Linked DNA regions of Mus musculus: all the other regions are linked to region 4. A link is a contact called in public HiChIP or PLAC-seq and promoter capture Hi-C data. All regions are on one chromosome and are shown on one strand. Each heading gives the region's core, a stretch centred on a gene start, on an enhancer-like site or on the middle of the called end of the contact. The rest is flanking DNA. Distances are from core to core; before and after follow the strand shown.

Evidence for each region. Promoter capture Hi-C pulls out the DNA fragments that hold promoters and counts their contacts. HiChIP or PLAC-seq counts read pairs in DNA pulled down with a chosen protein or histone mark.
Region 1: a contact with region 4 is called in an H3K27ac HiChIP or PLAC-seq map of embryonic stem cells, with 4 times the contacts expected there. The contact joins the enhancer-like site here to the promoter of Mroh5 in region 4. A contact is called at or near these places in 5 of 39 promoter capture datasets (the 3T3-L1 cell line, cranial neural crest, embryonic stem cells and 2 more), 1 of 484 Hi-C or Micro-C datasets (embryonic stem cells) and 4 of 115 datasets of contacts at active chromatin or transcription factors (embryonic basal ganglia and embryonic stem cells).
Region 2: a promoter capture Hi-C map of embryonic stem cells shows a contact between it and region 4, with 5 times the contacts expected there. The contact joins the promoter of 4933427E11Rik here to the promoter of Mroh5 in region 4. A contact is called at or near these places in 17 of 39 promoter capture datasets (the 3T3-L1 cell line, the C10 cell line, the HPC-7 cell line and 10 more), 9 of 484 Hi-C or Micro-C datasets (the HL-1 cell line, the N1E-115 cell line, cerebral cortex and 2 more), 3 of 115 datasets of contacts at active chromatin or transcription factors (embryonic stem cells, large pre-B cells and stem cell-derived neural progenitor cells) and 1 of 9 other capture datasets (liver).
Region 3: a contact with region 4 is called in a promoter capture Hi-C map of hippocampal neurons, with 11 times the contacts expected there. The contact joins the enhancer-like site here to the promoter of Mroh5 in region 4. A contact is called at or near these places in 14 of 39 promoter capture datasets (3T3-L1-derived adipocytes, the C10 cell line, cranial neural crest and 7 more), 1 of 15 datasets of contacts at CTCF or cohesin (stem cell-derived epiblast-like cells), 3 of 115 datasets of contacts at active chromatin or transcription factors (embryonic basal ganglia, embryonic forebrain and forebrain) and 4 of 9 other capture datasets (adipose tissue, embryonic stem cells, liver and 1 more).

The regions. Positions count from the first base shown.
Region 1 is chr15:74,656,984-74,660,398 of GRCm38.p6, forward strand. No RefSeq gene overlaps it. Among named protein-coding and RNA genes, the nearest start is that of Arc, 14 kb to the right of the region's middle. Within about 2 kb of position 2,163, at least 58 of the 459 cell types and tissues checked have an H3K27ac peak or open chromatin away from gene starts, as enhancers often do. A contact at or near this core is called in embryonic stem cells, where this site is marked.
Region 2 is chr15:74,707,899-74,710,938 of GRCm38.p6, forward strand. It overlaps 4933427E11Rik (RIKEN cDNA 4933427E11 gene), which reads left to right and starts at 1,263. Exons shown (of 1, transcript NR_033197.1): 1 at 1,263-2,476. It overlaps Jrk (jerky), which reads right to left and starts at 1,424. Exons shown (of 2, transcript NM_008415.6): 1 at 1,349-1,424.
Region 3 is chr15:74,457,794-74,460,800 of GRCm38.p6, forward strand. All of the region lies in intron 2 of Gm32168 (predicted gene, 32168), which reads right to left. Among named protein-coding and RNA genes, the nearest start is that of Gm32168, 28 kb to the right of the region's middle. Within about 2 kb of position 1,333, at least 11 of the 459 cell types and tissues checked have an H3K27ac peak or open chromatin away from gene starts, as enhancers often do. A contact at or near this core is called in hippocampal neurons, where this site is marked.
Region 4 is chr15:73,837,983-73,841,388 of GRCm38.p6, forward strand. It overlaps Mroh5 (maestro heat-like repeat family member 5), which reads right to left and starts at 1,689. Exons shown (of 11, transcript NM_001368162.1): 1 at 1,586-1,689. Gm6569 (predicted gene 6569) reads left to right here. Exons shown (of 4, transcript NM_001374241.1): 4 at 1,447-1,926. The coding sequence ends at 1,907.

The DNA of each region.
Region 1 (3,415 bases), core at 913-3,412, 820 kb after region 4:
GTGCTCTTCACCACTGGGCTCTCTCTTTAGTCCCAACTACAGTCTTAACCAGTCTTTGCAGACATAGCTTCTCTTCTGGAATTCTTGTCCATACTCCCAAGTAAGTAACTTTTGTCAGCTGTCTTCTGTCTGCTCCCCAGTATTTAGCACATGGTATGTGATTTATTGTTTTATGTTTAATATTTATATTTTATGTCTTAAAAAGTTAATGTGGATATGACTTACGATCAGTCCGAAGCTCATGAAACACTTGTCAGGTGGGCAGTGGTAGAGCATGCCTTTAATCACAGCACTAGGGAAACAGAAGCTGGCGGATCTCTGAGTTTGACGCCAGGCTAGTCTTCTGCTTGAGTTCCAGGACAGCCAAGGCTACAAAGAAACCTTGTCTCAAAATAAAATAAAAAGTAAAATAAAATAAAGAAGAAGAAAAAAGGAAGAGGAGGGAGGAGGAAAAGAGGAAACTAGACAAATATCCTTATTCCCAGGGACCATCAGACATAACGAGTCTCTGGAAAATCCCGTAAATAGGTGACAGCTACACTAAGGACAGTGCATGCCTCGAGCCTTAATTCTTAATTTAGCTGTATGAGGTGAGAGCTTTTAATCTCCAAAGACTGATCCCTTACTCTCCCTAGTCTCCAAAGAGAATAAAGAGGGGCAGACTGGAACTGGAAGTCGGCTGGACTGATTACGATGGAAGGAATGTCCCTCCTTTGGTGAGGTTGCTTGGGATACCAGACAATCATGACCATCACTGAATCCTCTTGACATTTTAAGTCAGGCACATGAACACTGAGGTCTTCAAATCCCAGGAGAATAACTAATACTGTGGTGGCTATGGTCACCTGACCATCGAGTGTGGGCCTCGAGAGACCAACGAGGCAGAGAATTCTGGACTATTCCCAGGACAGTGCTTGACAATACCCTCTCCACATGCTGTCCATCCATCCAGGCCTCGCCTTATGCCTTGCTCCTCATTTCTATAGCCCTGAACCTCTGAAGTTCTGCAGGGCCTGCCTCTGCCACTTGGCTCTGAGTTCTCTGTAGTTCACCATCTGGGTTCCTAACATCTTTCTTAACCCACTCGAGACTGTGTAGAACCTTCATAGGCTTAAAAGCCATCTTTGTAGGTTCATTCCTGCTTATGGCAAACCTCTGTTTCTCCAGGGTTAGGCTTTGCTACACCTGTAACCTTACTACCAATGGCTCTGTACTGCTGGCTGCAGGAATGGCAGTCATGTCTTTGTTTCAGAACTTAACATCCATCTTTCAACCATATCTTTGTTTCAAAAGGGTTGTTAATGCTGCCTTGTTATAACTACCTGTTACAACAACCTTGCAATCATGTTGTTTTGTTTCAGGAGGTCGTTATGGCTAACTTGTTCTGCTCCTGTAACCCTGTACCTGTTTTGCTCAACAAATCCCCTATTTGGAAACCTCCTACCCCTGAGCTATAAAAACCCTTTCTTCTGAATCACATCCAAGGCTGACCTCTTGAACCCTGCTTTGGGGAGAGGCAACCAGTGGACATGAATTTAAAAGTTTTGCTTGAATTAATTGCTTGCTTACTTGCTTGCTTTAATTTGCCCATGATAATTTGAGTCGGTAGTCTTTCTCTTCCCATCTTTGGGATTAGCAACTTCATCTCCATCAGCTCTCTTCCTCTGCCTCCAACAAGGCATCTTTAAACTCCTTAAACACTGCTTTAGGCTTTATAAAACCTTGTCACTGTGTAGCATGTGTACATGCATGTGTACATGTGTGTGTTTCACAGTCTGATGTATGACCTGGGAGTTAATGAGAATAAAAGAACCTGTTTGCTTTCACCAACCATCAAAGGAAACCAGGACTACTTGGCAAATTACAGTCAACAAAACAAACATAGCCTGAAAATTTACTCTTATTCAATAAATTCTACTTTGTTGACCAATATGTGTCCATCCATATTTCTGGCAGAAGAGGCTCATGATAAGAGCCTGTGGAACATTCCATCCGCCTAGAGCCACTCAGTACACCAGAACCCCAGGGAGTCTAGAAGAGAAGCCTGGACCTCATCCACTGAGGTTCACCCATGTTATTCCCAGCCCTTGTATTGCGCAGGAAAGCTCCCCTTTATGGCCCCAGCTCAGTTTCTGGATAAGGATGCCAGCAAAACCCCGCTCAGCACCACGGACAGAGCTGCACAGTGCGTTACCACCATGACATAGCATTTTTCTGTTAGCCAGGGTAGAAATGAGAATAGTGAAAGTAATTTTATAGCCCAGTATGTCCAAAATATCTCCCCATGTATGAAGTATTTCAGAGATTAACCAGATGAGTCCCGTGGCCAGTGAGAGCAGAGAAAAGAGGGACTGTCTGGGCTTATCTGCTGGCCTACCTGCCCTGGGGCTCTGTCTGAGGAGGTTGGGCTTGGCCCTGGGAACTCAGTTTGATGAGCTCAAGATTCTTAGGTAGAAGAAAGCTTCCTCGGAACAGTCTGTGGTCCCTGGAGCTGGCCAAGCTGGGGGAGGCAGGGGAAGGAAGATTGCAGCCTTAAAGCCCAGCCCTGAGGCTCTCCTTCAGCCTACACAGCTCTTTGGGACTCCAGGCTTGGAGCTTCCCAGCTCCCTGTGGGTGGAAGCAGTGACAGGCGTAGGCCGCTGTTAGCGGGAGAATTGCTCCAGGCATACACAAAGTGCTGGCTGTCCAGGTCCCCTACACTCACCTGTAGGTGGCCACAGACTGTAGGAGAGAGGGGAGGGGGCGAGAGCAAGCATTGTGAGATGGGGAACAACATAGAGCAGGAGGATCCACAGGAACCGTCCTTGCGGTCCCAAGTCAGGTCACATGCACCTCCCTCTGCTTTGCTGGTCCATTCCTGAGTTCAAGGTTAGTCGTAGGGCAGATAGTGCCGGAGCTGAAGTGTCTGTGACCAGGACCCAGGATGGTGAGGAGTGTCTGAGAGGGAGGGTGACAGTGAGGTCTTGTATCCTGGCTGGGGAATGATGCATGTTTTACAAGAGATTTCTAATTCCTCCTTCCAATGATTCCAATCACAGATCTCCCAGGGACCTTTCTTCAACCCAAATCTCCCAATCTATGTATAAATGCACACATGTGCACACACACACACACACACACACACACACACACACACACACCTGCCAGGGTCTGAAGCCTATCCAACAGGAATACTGTGGTTACTCTCGCTTGGTTCCCATAGCAATGCCTTAGAGGGTGGGGGAGGGGCAGAGGTGGAGACACAGAGAAGGTAAATAAAGAGCAACAGCTTCAAAACTGAGCAGCTGGGAGCAGCCAAGAGATCAGCTTCCATCACTGAGGCTGCAGTCTGATAAGCAGCTCTGTCCTGTCTCCTTCCTATTGCAGGCTCATGTGCCGCTCTTGCAGACCCAAACCCCCAGGTTCAGGGCATGTG
Region 2 (3,040 bases), core at 13-2,512, 870 kb after region 4:
AGAGCAAGCACTCAAGATATGCTTAGATTTTAAACATCAGTGCCATTTGGCCTGTGTGTGTGTATGTGTGTGTGTGTTAACCAGCCCTTCCTTTCAGACGACACAGTAAGCAGCACCAGCAACCTTTAGAAATGTTCAGAAAAGGCTAAGAGTCACAATGCATAACTAACGCCTTCTCTCTCCCTGTAAATCTTATCTGGAATGCTCCTCCCAATCGAGCATTCGATAAGTCAGAAGGCCACAGAGTTACTTCCACAAGCAGTATAAAAGTGCACCCCAGACCACAACATAAGACACACGAGTCATTTATTCAAATGAAGTTCCAAAGATAGGCAGGGAATACAGCTTGCCACCGGCCAGCTGTGTAACTCTATTCCCTTAAGTCAGTCTCCTGGTCTGCAGAACTCAGTGCTGGTCCCCAAGGCTCTCCTCTGCTAGTTAGATCGAGGATAGTGTGCATACCACTGGCACACAGTATTTGTTGTGGGCACTTCACTGTGGAGCAGAGGGAAATCAAGGCCAGAGTCTACTCTCAGGGGTAATGTTTAACCCAGGCAGCCGAGGAATTCCTCAGCAACTTAGGCTACCGGGAGGCTCAACTTATGATGGCTTAGTGCCTGCCCTGCAGATGTGTTGAGAGTGGTTTAGTGACTGAAGACACCCACTTCAGAAATGAAATTTTTGCCAAGCTCCATGTAGTGGTCCAAGCCTACCATCTCAGCACTTGAGAGACTGAGGCAGAATGGCTTTGAGTACAGTGCCAGCCTGGGCTACCCAGTAAGTGCTAATGTAGGGGGAAAGGGGAAAGAGGAAATTTGAATTTGGTACCACTCTTAGAACCTCTTAAACGTGACTGCAGAGATCCAGGAGGCTTCTACCTTGGGAAGAACTGTTCCAAGGGAACACTGATAACCAAGGACCACTTGAACAGAAGCTTAAAGGACCTTTTCTGGAGCGGGAGTATAAAGTGGGAGAAGCTCCTAAGAGGAGAGGCAAATTTCTTCCCGCAGGTCCTGAGACGTCTGGGGAATGGATGGAAGAAACAGCCTGCAACCTAGCTGCAGCCCAGACGACACACGGGGGAAAAAAAACAAAAAACAAAAAACTCAAAACACAGGCAAGAAACGAATGAAGGGGTCCGGGGAGAGCCAGGAATAACCGAGCTTGCCCGGTCTGCGGACTGGTGAAGCGCCTGGGAGCCGAGGGGACCTGAGAAGGGATGCTCGAGTCCCGAATGCGACTCGATTCCCGAGCGCAGAAACAACGATGATCGTCCGGCTCTGGGATGAGCCTCCAAGTCAGTCGGCGGAGGCGGCGGCCCAGCCCCGCACGGCCCAGCCCCACTCACCTGCGGACCCCGTGCCGCCGCTACCGGCCGGAAACGCCAGCCACGCAGCTCTCCACCGGCCCGCTCTTCTCGGCCTTCCCCGACCCACTTCCGGGGGACGCTCTAGACCACCGGGAGACTTCTGTCTCGGTGGTGTCTAGGTCGCTAAGGGGCGACCAAGCAAGGAAGCGGTCCGGGCCCAGCGGCTCAGCCTCCGGTAGAACAACAAAAGCCACAGGGCGCTTCGCGTTTCCTGAGGAACGGAATCTTCGAGCGGAGCGTCCGATCCTGGGAGCCATGGCCCGGAGAGCACGGACGGAAGGCTGGGTCCAACGCCACCTTGCGGTGGGAGGTACCCAAGGCCCGCCGGTTGCCAGGACCCCCTTTCCATCCTTGTGGACCCTTCTTTTAGCTAGGATTCAAAACGTGTCCAATTTAGACGATGCTGATGATGAGATTTGAATCGTAGTATATAGCGTAGAGGCTTTGAGAGGCATTGAGATGAAATGAACCATTTTGTATGTTGAACATACCTGAATTCGATCAGTTGTGTGGGTGCCCAGTCTCTAGATCCCTGAACCTGCGAGTTCAAGAGCTGAAAGGAACTTGGCAGGCATAACCAAAAGAAAGTCGTCGAAGTATAAAGTTTATTCTGATTGTCTGTAAGCACAACGGTTCGTTGTTAAAGGATCGAGTGAGAGAAGACACTCCAAAGGAAGGCTATGAACTGACAACAGAGCCTGAGCCTTGTGCTTTGAAGATGGAGGAAGACTACCATTCAAGAAGTGCAAGTGGTTTACAGGAGCTCCAAAAGGCGGGGAAACTTCGGACTACAGACCTGTTGGCACCCTGATCTCAGTACCCTGGGTCCTCAGAAGTGGGAGAAAACATAATTGTGTTGTTTTGGGACCTCCACACGGGGGTGATTAGTCACAGCTCCATAGAAACACAGATTGTGGAAACTTGTTCCTCCTTAATTCACACCCTTGCCTGAGTACCCAGGACCCGTCTGCCTGTTCTTCCCCACCCTCTCTTGTTAAATCTCTTGCTCTCTCCATTCAAATTCCCCAGGGATCTCCAGTACAAGATTTTTAATAATACCAAGGAAGGCTGGGTGGCTCCCAAATCCATGTCTCCTTCCAGAATCTCCTCTCTGATGTCGAAACTTCTGTCTCTTCCCAGGACCTGGACATAACATGCACCTTGAACACAGTGTTTCTGAAATGAAGATGGGAGCCTTGTGATTGGCCTGGTGCTACCCATGGTTTTTCCTGGCAGTTCCACCATCCCACTCACCCTGAACTCTTCCTCATGCCCCACACCCATTCCACCACATCTGATTGGCCTTGCCCCCAGAATCTATTTTTTTGGATTCCCTCCTTCCCTCCACCCCCCTGAACTCTGGACAGGCTATCTGTTGCCTGTTCCTTGTTCCTATTGTTCTGACCATACATTATTGTCAGCTACTGCTGCTGCACTGTGAGCCAAAACCCTGCCCTGGGACAGCCACTGTCTTGTAGCACATGACTGTGGGTAGTGACTTAAGTGCAGGCCAGTGCTAAAATGTATGGGACATGGGAGGAAACTGAGTCACAGAGGATACTAGGCACATGATGTGACTGAAATCCAGGACCCTTAGAAGTATTTCCGTCAAGTTTTCTGGACTCCCCTGGGACAGCTGGCTCCATCTCTGCCGGTGGTTCTCTCCTGCCA
Region 3 (3,007 bases), core at 83-2,582, 620 kb after region 4:
TTTAAAAGATCCTTTGAAACATTTTCCTTTGTTTTGCATGTTGGGGGATAGGGGTAGGAGACTATGACACTCACCCAACAGTGGACAGAAGATAACTTGCAAGAGTCAGTCCTGTCCCACGGATCAAAATTGCTCAGGTCATCAGGGTTGGCAGCAAGCCCCTTTGCCTACTGAGCCACCTCACTGACCCTGGGTCTAACGGTTTTTATGACACACATGTAACAATGATGTGCAAAACTGAAACAGTCCAAAAATCAAAAGAAAACCAATATCCATTGGAAGAATAGTAAGTTAAATGCTAAGAAACAAGATTCAAAGCCCCGTTGGTTGGATTTGATGTCCTAGGAATAAACAGCTGACTCAGCACTTGGAAATACATATATGTGGCATCCTTTATTGGTGGACCTACACAAGGGAGCTCGTGGGTCCTCATATATATGTGTGCTACAAATATACTCACAAAACCCAATACTTGTTGCTGGTAAATGGCTTTGGTGATAAACACCTGCCCACCCTTAAACAAGCATCTCACTTAACAAGGAGACACCAGGCACTGCCCCCAAAGCTTGGGCAGACATATGGATTTTCTCTATAAGGTTCAACTCCCTGTGGATGGACCAGCTAGAGTCAGCCACTGGGATGAGGAAGAAAGGAATCACACAGCCAAAATGAAACCGTCTCTGCAAGCAGCTCCACAGTTTGGGTGAAACCCTACAGTCACAACCCAAACACCGGCATGAGATATTCATATGTAGAAACCAATAGCTGGGACTGGAGAGATGACTCAGTGGTTAAGAACACTTTACTGGAGTTCAGTGCCCAGCTCCCACGCTTCACAACTCACAACCACCCATAAATCCAGCTCCGTGAGATTAAAAACCCTCTTCTGGCTCCCATCAGGACCTGTCTATACTCACACAGATACACAGACATGCACATAAATAAAAATGAAGAGTCTTAAAGAAAATGATTCACACACAAATTCCCAAGTTGAGGAGAAAACGGAGAAACGCCAACTCCAGCAGCAACAGAGCAGTGGACCTGAGAGGGTGTGACACTGGGGACTGGAAAGGGGCTTATGAGGGAGCCCCAGACAGACACAGCTCTGTAGAGACACACTCTAGACTTTGGATGCGACAGCTCTGCTTCTCAAAGACACCGATTCTCCCACCATGCGAAAGGAGTGAGCCAACAGCATCTTTATGGAGCTAGACAAATTGACAGGGAAGTTCATGTGGGAAAACAAACGCATGAGAACATACAGGAAGACACCAAACAAACAGAAAGGCCTAGAACTGGCAGACTTGAGCAGATCCTGGAGCAGCGTCCTGGCACATGCCACAGCGTGGGTGGATCCCGAACACATTCCATAGCCAGGCACCGACAGCCTGGTGCTGTACAACTCTGCCTGCATGAAATGTCCACAGCATGCAAACCCAAGACACAGCCAGGATCCTGCCGGAGGTGAGCAGGGAGGGGTGGCCACCCCGGACAGAGACTGTCCTAGATCTCAGTCATAGCATGGATACATCACTCTGTGAATAGGCCAAACCCACTGAATTGTACATTTGAAAGGGGCGAGCCTTTGGTGTGTGGATGACATGACAATGGAGCTGTTATTAAAAAATGCTAGAAAGTCCCTATAATTAAAATGCTGTGCATGAAAACACAAACAGACCAGGGAATAGGGGGGGTCTAAAAATAGGTCCCTGCAACTATGGAAATGCAGCGTGAGATAAACGAAGCACCCAGGATCAAAGACGAGCTTTCCCTAAGTGGTGCTGGGACATCTGGCCAGCCATGTGGAAAAATAAAAATCGATTCATGCCTCACATAATAAAAAGGAGTATCTTCCAAACACATCATCGCTGTCACTGTAAAAGATGGAACAACGAATGTGCTAGCACAAAAAGAAGATATTCCGGTGGGAAAGGGGAGAGCCAAGAGGGACGACTCACAACATGCCCTGCAGGTACAGCAAGCACAGTGCAGGCACAGCAAGCACTGTTCCCGGACAGTAACTATGAGCGGCGTAAGCCATGGGCAGCAGGAAATGGTGGCTGTGGTGTGAGAGCTCATGGATACTGGGCAAACAGGAGAAAAGGGGTTTGGGGGATTGTTTGTTTGTTTGTTTGTTTGTTTGTTAAATGGAAAAGAATATACAAAGAAAGTTCATGGGTGTTACACAAAATAGGCTTAAAGATGTGACCAGAAGTCCACATCTCTGTAAACTGGAGATGTGCAGATCAGAGCTAGAGAGGGCTCCTCCCCTGCTGGCCACAACCCAACAAGACAAAGGGCTACAGAAGCTGCCCTGCTGTCTTTTTCTGAGCATCATGAGAACCTGTTCTCAGACAGTGGGTACCACAGCCACTCCACTCTCCATAAGCAGATGTCCCTAGGGTGCAGGGACAAGGACTGCTGTAACCCTGTCAGGATGGGATTCCCTGACAATCAGGTCCCAGACGCTAATCCCTGGATAAGCAGGTTATCCATAGAGACCAGGCAACACGAACAAGGTATGCCCTTCTGCCTCTGGAAAGAATACAGGAGGTCTTCATAGGTGGTGGGAAGAGTACCAGCAAGTACTAAGAGTACCAAGTACTGCAGTACCAGCAAGAGCAATAGTGCAACTGGACAGCCACAGGGGGAAGGGGTTTCTAGAAAACCCACTTCCAGACCATGGCTACCATGACTGAGGCTGCAGTGGGACCACTACCGTGATCATGAGCACAGAGAGCCAGGTGAAGCCGAGAGTAGTCAGAGAGGCAAGAGAGGATGAAAAGAGACTACCTACCCCTGAGGCTGAGGCCCCGGGGAGAGCAGTCACCAACATGCCCACCCCAAGCACAAGGTGACTTCCAAATATAAATCTGAGGGAGACTGAGGATAACCACAGCAGCAGCTAGGCAAAACATCCCAACCCAACACACACACACACACACACACGTGCAAACACACACATGTGCAAACACGCGCACGTGCAAACACGCGCATGTGCAAACAC
Region 4 (3,406 bases), core at 439-2,938:
CAAGTGGTGGCCAGAGGTTTCCCTCCTCCACAGCGCTCCCACTCCACGTCTCCACACTAACTAGCTTTAAGACATCTTCAGACAGCAGGGCTCTTCTCACTGCTGTCCTGGCGACAGCGGCTTCACCCAGACCAGAGGCAGCTACCACTGCCCTCTGTACTGTACCTCTGTAACTATACTCACCTGGAACAATGGCAGGCTGATAAAACCATCCTGCCCATGCCCAGGGCTGTCACTGTCCCCTCTCCCACGACCCACTGCAGCCCTCTCTCCTCCAAAACTTGTCTCTACCAGCACCTCAGAGGAATTCCCACAGCCCCTTCTGTGGCTTCACCCGATCCTGGTACTGAGGAGTAAGACAGAGACTTCGAAGGCAGCCAGGGAGACAGGATAGGCTGCAGGGATTGGGGCAGGGTTCACTGGTCCTCTGAGCTGTAGATTGAGGGTGTGACCCTTGCAGGTCCTGCCTGTGCATCTCAAACCATCTGCAGGTCTGGCTCTCCCCACTGGGCTAGGTGGGTCACCTCCAGTTCATCTCTCCTCCTGGCATAACACCCCTCATCCTGCTCAAGGTTCTGACTCAAGAAGGCATTTGTTTATCTACGGAGGTGGAAGAACAGGCTTTGCTGTCTGGCTCATGGCTACAGGCAGTACCTAGTCCAGAGCCTGATTGCACACAGCAGGTGCTCAGTAAGTGCACTAAGTAAGAATAGTAACAGAGGCCCCTCGGCATGGGTGCGGCACTGTGGGGGTTTATTGCAGCCCTACAGCATGGTTTTCCTATCCTTAGACCTTTGCCTGTAGCAAATATGGAATGTTGACCCCAATTGCATTGTGGGAGCCCACATATTTTCTAGCCTGAAACTGGGACTGGTCCCCATCCAGGGGACCAGCATCTGCTGCCATGCCAAGTCCCTGCACCCCGTATCTCCCCGTGAGAGCTCCACTCTCCTTACCCTTGCTTCCTCCTCATGGGAACCAAGCTGAAGACCCCAGGCCAGGCCCACAGTCTGCATATTCACAGTAGTCAGCTTGGATTTTGTTGATCCTCCTGCCCTAACGGCTGCTTGCCGCCACCTGCTGGGTGAATCCTACTATCTGAGCCTCCTGGCTAACTCGCTTCCTCCCCATCTTGAACTTTCTGCCCAGCAGCCTGACTTTTTCATACTCTCGGGACCTTGCAGGCCTTCACAGCCTGCTGATGCTGTTCCTCAGGACAGTGGACAACTTCCCCTTTGCAGGGAGAGGTGACAGGAGGTAGGAGAGAGGTCAGGGATGGAGGCAGGTCCCCCTTAGGTGTTGAGAAGGGGCTCATTTCTCACTCCCCAGTGGTCCCCACCTGTTTCTTCTGGCCCAGTGGCCTCTCCTTCCATGACCCCAGCCTCCCCGCGCCGGGGACAAGCGTGTCCCCCCCCCAGCCCCCGCTGACTGTCGCGCCCGCCGCAGGACCGGCTGCACCCCCCGCACCGCGCTTCCCCGACATCTACGGCGGCGACGCGCAGCTTTGGGAGGCGCATTTCCGCGGCATCGGGCGCGCCTACCGCGCTTTGGGCAAAGAGGACGACTTCGCTATCCGCGTGCTCACCGAGGACTTCACGCTGCCTTTCCCGTTCGCCTGGCCGCCAGGCCCGGACCCGGCCACCGGGCCGCTCTTCTACGACCCGCGGGACCGCGCGGGCTTCGACTTCCTGCTGCGCGGCCCCGGCGCGCCTCCCCCAGCGCTGCTGCGACCCCTGCACGCCACGGCGCAGGCGGCCGAGCGCAAGCGGCGCCTGGAGCGCCTGGCGCTGAGCTACGCCGGCGCTGGCAGGCCACCCGGCTTGGTGCTGCTGGCGCCCGCCGCCGCCGCCTTCCCTCCCGAAGCTGGCCGTCCTGCTTGGCGCGCCCTTCCCCGTGACAGTGAATAAAGCCTCTGCTTCTCCCGTTCCCGCGTCTGGCCTCGCCCTGTACCGTGAACCAGGGAAGCCGGGGAGGGGACGCGGGACACGATGCCTGCACCTTCTCAACCGCCTAGTGAGTCTGAGAGTCAGGTGGAAAAGGTGACTCCGGCAGGCTGTGAGGATGAGATGATCCTGGGGAAGGTGGGAGGTCAGGACTTCATCCCCCAGTTGTCATTCTTGCTCAGCTCTAGGATGGGAAGTTACACGATCTCATCTGGTGTGGACTGCTTGGCCTCCAAGGAGTAGCTGGATGCTGGCTGTCCTTGTGTCTCACTCCAAGGGCCACCGCGTCTCAGGTTTCTATGACAGTCGCTAGGGATGCACAAGGGTAGAGTGTAAGCATGGAAAATATGAGAGAGGCAGTGTCAGGAAGGAGTTCTGACAGTCTCCAGCCTGCCTTCTTCTCTGTCCCCTCCCAGAAGGATCCTGTCTACTCCCTTGAAAATCCGAGAGGATTTCCTGGAATATGGCACATGTGACCTGGGCTTCCAGCTTGTCCCTATCTAGGTCGAAAATTTTAGGCAGAAGTCTGTGTGGGCAGCAAGGAAGGACTGCCTAGCCCTGGTGACATCTCTACATCGTGTGATATCAAGCAGTAAGGCTGAGTGGCCTTTAGTGAAAGGGCCAGGCTCCATCCTGATTTGGGGGGTGGGGGACCTTTGGGTTCCTGGTGTAGAGGAGCCTGTGGGCTGGAGGCCCGTTTCCACACAAGAGCATCTGGACTTGAGATTTTGCTTCTGTTTTTGTTTGTTTCTTCTAATACAGGAGTTATTTATAATTTCCCAGTGCTGGGAGGAAAAAAAAATTCCAAGTCTTGGCAGAACAACTTAGATGGAATGTTCACTTTAGGGGATGTGGTGGAGAAGCAGGGACAGGAGAGGGAAGAAAGAGGGGGAAGAGGAGAAGGAGCAGGAGGAGGAGGGAGAGGAGGAGGAGGAGCAGGAGGAGCAGGAAGAGAAGAAGGAGGAGCAGGAGGAGCAGGAGCAGCAGGAGGAGCAGGAGGAGCAGGAGCAGGAGGAGGAGCAGGAGGAGGAGCAGGAGCAGGAGGAGGAGCAGGAGGAGGAGCAGGAGGAGCAGGAGCAGGAGCAGGAGGAAGAGGAGGAGCAGGAGCAGGAGCAGGAGGAGCAGGAGGAGCAGGAGCAGGAGGAGCAGCAGGAGCAGAGCAGGAGCAGGAGCAGGAGCAGGAGCAGGAGCAGCAGCAGGAGCAGCAGCAGGAGCAGGAGCAGGAGGAGCAGGAGGAGGAGCAGGAGGAGGAGCAGGAGGAGGAGCAGGAGGAGGAGCAGGAGCAGGAGGAGCAGGAGGAGCAGGAGGAGCAGGAGCAGCAGGAGCAGCAGGAGCAGCAGCAGGAGCAGCAGCAGGAGCAGCAGCAGGAGCAGCAGCAGGAGCAGCAGCAGGAGCAGGAGCAGGAGCAGGAGCAGGAGCAGGAGCAGGAGCAGGAGCAGGAGCAGGAGCAGGAGCAGGAGCAG